Linked DNA regions of Triticum aestivum: region 2 is linked to region 1. Evidence: chromatin contacts called from public Hi-C data. All regions are on one chromosome and are shown on one strand. Each heading gives the region's core, a stretch centred on a gene start, on an enhancer-like site or on the middle of the called end of the contact. The rest is flanking DNA. Distances are from core to core; before and after follow the strand shown. Region 1 has its middle 35 kb from the start of LOC123120537. Region 2 holds the start of LOC123120537 (protein OCTOPUS).

Region 1 (3,311 bases), core at 346-2,845:
ATATCTCCTTGGCGACTTAGTACCTACAACCCTCATTACATATCCACACTCCACCGAAATAGGAAAATTACAACTTGCACGACTTAGGTCAATGATATGCTATTCCACAATGTCTTTTTTCTTTGGAATAATGCGATCTTGATCCTTGCACAATGAGGGTTGCCGTTTCTCCTTTTTGTTCTCAAAGTTAAATGAGATAAAATTTATTTATCCCTTTTTTGGCAGGGGGTGTTTTTTATTGCCATGTCAAGAAGCATCAAGGAGATACAAAATACAAAGAGTACGCACCCTGTCAACATCAATGCACCCACAAATTAATACGCCGACAAATAGCAAAGTCATACAAGACCGAAGCGATGCCAAACGGAAAGAAAAACGACGAAAAAGAAAAATGAACCCCACCGAAGCAATTAGCGAAACAACCCGGTACCGTGAAAATAGGTCTCCAAGAGCCATGCCTCCAGGAAGGGAACAGTGCACAAGCGTCGTCGTCGCTCCATCAACCACCAAGGTCGGATTATGGGTTTTCACCCTGCAGAAATTCTGAGCGACCTCCAAATAATGCCTTCGGCGGGAAACAGATAGAGACCCGCCATTGTCTGGTACAATCAATGAAGGTCAAACCTGGGGCTTTTACCCCGGAAATCGAGACTCGGTGCCCAAAAGAACAGCACCAAAAATGAAGTCACCTAGTGCTGCTGCCCCCACTTGACAAGAACAATGTTGCAATACACCGATTGTCCGGCTCACGGCCGTGACGCGCACAATTTTGACATACCCAATGGTGTCGATGTGTTGTGTGGCTGAAGGTTCCCATGAACCACACCAAGGCCCGCTGCCCTCGGCGGTGATGGCGCCGCACCCGAGGCTCCGGTGGCGCTGTGGATCGGGAAGGTGAGGGGGCAGCGGCCATGACGGCCACCACGTGTGGCATCCCGGAGGGGTGTGATTTAAGGCTGGGGCTGGAGGTGGGAAAGGAGATGCAAGGGAAGACGAAAAGGATGCCCTGCCACCATCGTCTGCCGTAGGACGGCCTTCGCCTACGGTGCCAAGGGGATGGACTACGGTGGCGAGATCTTTGGCGTGCTGCGGCGGCGCCTTCGGAGTCGCGTGCGGACAACCAGGGAGGCAGACGTATGAAGCCAATATTTTTTTTATCCTGCATTTGGACATTAAGGAACGGATGAGCAGTTTCATAACATGATGCCGGAAAGAAAGCCATAAGAGCAATTACCTGGATTTTTGCGCATGTCTTTGTATTTGTATTTGATTATAGATCTGTTGTGACTAGACTAGAAAAATATACGTAGATGTTATTCAACTTTTAGGAATAGAGAAACAAAATAATTGGAGGGCCATGCAGACACGAAAGAAAGGAGCGGCGTAGCAGTGACACAACCACTGAGAGACAGAAGGAAAAAGAAGGATTTGTTTAACCGGTGGCAGCTTCACACGAAAAAGAGAAACATTTGGCAGAAAAGAGGCGGCTGCTTTTTGGTCAGCTGTCAAAGGCCCTTTCCACAGATAAGCATCTCTCTTGTCTCTTCCCCCCTCTCTCTCCATCTGTCTATCTCTCTCTTTCGTAGACAAATAATCGAAATTCCTGTGTAGCTAAGACTAAATCTTTGCGGGCCCACATGATCGTTTTTACTGTATCCTTCTGATGTGAGTGCACGAACAAGTCTCTTGAGATTTATAAGAACTCAACACCATTATCTGACCAGAGTCCGCCACACAGAATGTTGTGGAATTAAATTAGGTATCCTTATCCTCCATACTCTTCTTTTTTGGCAAAATTATTCTCCATATTCTTGAATGAAGAAAATAAATATGGGGCATATATGGACGGAGAGTACGACGTGGGAGAAGTAACTTGGGTGGTCCTTATGTTTGAGATGATGATGGCCTTAAGAGCATCTCCAGCCGGGCCCCCAACAGGTCCCACAGGCTTTTTTTATCGTCGGCGGCCGAAAATTGGCCCAGTTGCGCCTTCAGGAACCCGTTTTTACGGGTTTGGGCCAAAACTGGCGCTGGCGGACCCACGCCGAACCCGGCGCGCTGGGGGCGCCTGGGGGTGCCGGGGAACGCGTTTTTGGCGTGAACCGGGATGGGCCCGCCGCGTCAGCGAGACGCCGTTTCGTCGTCCTCATCGCCTCTGTTCCCGCGGGAATCAATGCGAAGGCTGGCCAAGGCCGCCGCGTCGGTCAGCCGGGATGGGCCCGCCGCGTCAGCGAGACGCCGCTTCGTCGTCCTCATCGCTTCTGTTCCCGCGGGAATCAATGCGAAGGCTAGCCAAGACTGCCGCGCTGCCGCGCCAGTTAGCCTCCATTGATGTCCCATGGGCGGCGCAGTGAAAGCGCCACCAACGCGCGTCTCGCCCGCTCTCGCCACGTGTCGCCCGGCATGCAGGCTCTCGCCACCCGGCCGCGGCTATAAAATTTGATCCCCTGCCGGTGAATGCCACACTTCACCTCGCATCGCCACACAAAGCAGCACACTCTCCCCTTCCCGCCGACGAGCAAATGGCTGAGAGATTCCCCGGCGACGGCGCGGCGGCGAACGGCTTCGGTCGCCGCCATCTCCAAGAGTTGGAGGCGCGCCTCCTCTACGAGGCCGAGTATCCGGCGCCGCCGGACATGCGTGTGCCGGGGGCGTGGAGGCTGAGCACCGGTGCCCGAAGGGGCGGCACGGCGGGCCGAGATCGCCTGCATCCGCTCGTCCCTGGCGGAGGAGCAGCGGAACGAGCCGAGGTACGCCGCCGACAGCGAAACATTGTGGACGATGTACTTCGAGCGCCGCCACCAAGAGAAGATCCCCTCCGCCAACGGCATCATCCCCCGCGGCCGCCTCAACGCCGAAGGGCGGCTTGAGTGGTGGGGTGTGCCAGGCCGCACCCTCAAGGTCGTCCTCGACCACATCGAGACCGGCAACGTGCCGCGCCTCGAGTACCCGCCACGACCGTCCTTCTATCGCCGCCGTGGCAGCTCCTGGACGCCGCGGCGAATAGAGCCGGGGACGTCCTCGTCCTTGGGATCTGGCTCGCTCTCCTCCGGCTCGCCGGCGCTCCGCCCTGTCAAGCCGGAGCCGGAGGAGACGCCGCTCTGGCGCCGCACCCGTAGCGGCGCCCTCGTCATCAACGAGGGTGGCCGCCCCTCCCCACGTTCCCTCCGCTTGGTCCGGCCGAAGCCCGAGCCAGGCCTGCTCCCCGTGAAGCCGGAGCACGTCGACATGGTGGACCCCGACGATGAGGCCGCCCAAAAAGGGCGAAGGAGGACTACGTCCGCGAGCAGGTGCGCCGCCAGCGCCGGGCA
Region 2 (3,502 bases), core at 917-3,416, 35 kb after region 1:
CGCGACGAAGGAGGAGTCGTCGTCATCGAGGACAGCAACGTCGACGACGCGCCGCCGCCACCAGTCCGAGTTGCCGACGCCGGTCAGGGGTCCACCAGGGACGGCCGCGTCAAGGAGGAGAAGCCCGACGACGACGGTGGCGAGGATGGCGGCGACGACGGCGACTACTCCGTGTTCCGCCAGTTTCTTTTTTAATTAGATATATTATGTAATAAAAAGCCGCGACTATTATGTAATATATGCCGAACTTCGCTGAACTTTGCCAATTTTTTTTATATATTTGCCTTTTTAAACGCGCCTGGGTTGGCCCTGGGGCGGGCGGCTGGGGACCAACTCGTCCCCAGGCCGATTTTTTGCGCCGGCTCTCCTCAGGCGGCGTTTTTAGGCGCCCCGGGGGGCCAACGGCTGAAGATGCTCTCAGTATGCATCTCCATTAATCAACGCATCATTTATCTCTTACTCTCATGCATATAACACCACTACTATTGCAAAGTCTCCGGTCGCCGGTCGGCACGTAGTGATGCGATAGCCGCGCGAGCGCTTTATTCGGCCACCACCGCCACCGCTCCCGTTGGGGCAAGATTCGACCGAGAAGGGGAAAAGCCAGCTTATATATACTGTAATAATGGAGGAAAATAAGGTGGCTTTTGAGTGGAAAGAGCGACCACTTGACGGTGAACAATTATGCATAGCGAAAGTTAGCAGCAGTGGAAGAGGAAATGAAGGATATTCCCAGAGTATATATGTTGTGTGTGTTGTGTGTGTGCGTGATGCACGTGTAGGAGTAGAACGGAGCAGGGAAAAGGCGACGCAAGAGGAAATGGAGTGCTACGGGTGCGCTGGGCGAATGGAGGATGTTGCTGTCGTCGGTGGATCGGAACGGAAGTGGAATTCCCCCTCAATATAAGGGGAACACGTACGTGCAGGATGACAAAACCTTTTGGTGCGATGCATCCACTGGCGCTGGCACCGGCACCAGTACCAGCGTCGCGTCATGTCATGGTAAAGGTTCTCGCCACTTTTTGCCTGCCCGTCCGAAAGATGTGGCCAAAAGGTGGCGTGCACTAGCGAATTCGCAGGTCTCCGGTTTCACATTTGCCTGCCTCCTTTCTTTCTTTCTTCTCCTCGAGTCAGTCATCTTGTTTGAGGTAATAGCACACAGGTACCTTAACTTGCACAGAATGTGATGATTCAGTCCCAAACTTGCAAAACTTGACTTCACTATACCCAGGGGCGGAGCCAGGATTTTGATATAGGGGGGCCAAGCCCAGTATAGATAAAAAAAATCCAATGTAGAAAATATTCGTATAGAACAAAGTTCGCTTCGGCTATAGTATTAGTTTAAATTTACCTCTAAGATTAAGTTTCTCTTCAATGGTTGAACTGCAATCTCGAATTAGCTATATTGTACTCATTCCGTCCCATAATGTAAGACATTTTTGCAAACTTACATAGCCTGCAAAAGCGTCTTATATTGTGGGACAGAGGAATTAAGTTCAACGTAGGCAAAATTTGCATCACAAATAGGAACTCGTATAAGGACTCGGATCACGAACACGATAATTTATACAGCTACCACAAGATATGAACTCTTCATAAAATCACAGTGTCACAAATCACATAACCAAACACAACAGAAAACAGATGTATAAGTTCAACACTGAAACAAAGATGAGAATTTAGGGTTAGAAAAGATTGATAGATAGTGTGATGTGTTAAACCTCGGCTAGTTCGTTGATTCGAGCCGGAAGAATTGACAAGTGGAGCTGGACGCACCGCCGCCGTATGAATCAGATCAAGGTAAGGAGAGCAGAGGCGATTGGGTGGCAAAGGGGAGCGGCATGCGCACTAATCCCACGTACGAGATCTTCTACCGGAGAACACAGCGGCCAGGCGGTGAGATTAGAGCTAACAGCCCAATCTGGCCACTAGTGGGCTCCATATGGGCCTTTTTTTTCCCTTTTTCCAAAGTTCACGTTGTGGAGATAGGGGGGGCCTACTACGTGTGACATGAGATCGTTACGCTAATTCTATATTAGCGGCTGCATGTTCGCTCGATGGTTAGGGGGGGCCAGGCCCCTGCTCGTCCCCCCTGCTCCGCCACTGACTATACCCCAACTTACACCTCATGGGATGATTTGACCGGTCAGCGCATGCACTTTTGCAGAAACCCCCCTGTTGTTTTCTTTAATCAACCCGCACTCAGCGTCTGAACCAACTAACCAGGATCGGCACGAACGGCGGCCCGTGCGCGTGGCCAGCATGGCGCGCGGCGCGATGAATGAAGCGGCAGCGCTGGTCGTGCGACGTGCGCGGGCGCAGCACGCTCTGGGCGCTCTTCCATCAGGACGACCGCGAGCGCGTCCGCGACGGCACAGCCTTCGACGCGTTCCCCGTCTCGTCCTCCGCCGCGGCCGCGGCGCTCCCCACCGAATTCCACCAGCTGCCGTCGGCTCGACCGTGCGTCCCAGAGATCTTCTTGGAGGACGAGATCGTTATGGCCGAGAGCTCTGACGAGATAACTCCGGTGGTGGAGCTCGTCTTGGTTGTCGACACCTCAGGAGAGATGAAAACCGAAGCTTATGGGTCCGGGGAGGTCAAGGCCATGAAGGATCACATAGATCTCGAATCTTCGCAGCCCAAGAAGCCGCCGCCCATGGACCTGAAGGAGATCGCCGGGAGCTTCCGGCTCGCTGCTTCGGTCTTCAGCAAGAAGTGGCACAAGTGGAGGCGCAAGCAGAAGCTCAAGAAGGAGGAGGCGGCCGGCAGCAAGGCAGTGGCCGCAGCAATGCCGCCGTCGGAGAAGCCATCCAAGCCCTCCTTCCTTCAGCGGAGCCGCCTTCATGGGGAGGCAGGCTCGGAGTTCGCGGGAGGCCGTCGTTCGTGCGACACGGACCCAAGATTCTCCCTTGATGCTGGCCGCATGTCTGTCGACGATGTAGGTCTATCCTGGGGCGGGCCCCGCGCGTCCTGGGACGGCTACCTCTTCGGCGCCGGCGCCGGCATTGGCCTTGGCCGAGCGCCTCCGCCGCTGTCACGGCTCCCGCCCATCCTCTCCGCGCTCGAGGACTCACCTGCCAGCGTGGTGGAACGCTCCGACGGCCAAATTCCTGTGGAAGATGACTCGCAGCCCGAGCCCGACGGCGACGCCAATACCCCCGGAGGCTCGGCGCAGACGCGAGACTACTACATGGACACGCCGAGCCGGAGGCGCCGGAGCCTGGAGCGGTCAGGCTCCGTGCTGACAAGGTCGTTCGAAGTGCCCGACCCAAAGCCAGCCCTTGCAGCGGCCGCCATCACCAATGCCACGGTGTCCCCGCTGACCGGCAACTCAGAGTTCTACCACTTCCACCATGCCGAAGACCTGCTCGACCAACGGTTCAGCTCAAACTCTCTCGTCGAAGACTTCCCGGTGACCCTAGACGCCGCGTTCCCGGGCCCTGCCAAGAAGCCACGGCGTCTAGGCAAGGCGTGGAGCTTCTGGGGCTTCATACACCGCCGG

Evidence for each region. A called contact is a pair of places that touch in the nucleus more often than the background predicts.
Region 2: a contact with region 1 is called in a Hi-C map of leaf, with 2.3 times the contacts expected there. The contact joins the promoter of LOC123120537 here to the enhancer-like site in region 1. A contact is called at or near these places in 2 of 5 Hi-C or Micro-C datasets (both in leaf).

Annotation. Positions count from the first base shown.
Region 1 is chr5D:252,690,631-252,693,941 of IWGSC CS RefSeq v2.1, forward strand. No RefSeq gene overlaps it. Among protein-coding and RNA genes, the nearest start is that of LOC123120537, 35 kb to the right of the region's middle. Within about 2 kb of position 1,596, at least 1 of the 8 cell types and tissues checked has an H3K27ac peak or open chromatin away from gene starts, as enhancers often do. A contact at or near this core is called in leaf, where this site is marked.
Region 2 is chr5D:252,725,191-252,728,692 of IWGSC CS RefSeq v2.1, forward strand. It overlaps LOC123120537 (protein OCTOPUS), which reads left to right and starts at 2,167. Exons shown (of 1, transcript XM_044540546.1): 1 at 2,167-3,502. The coding sequence starts at 2,282.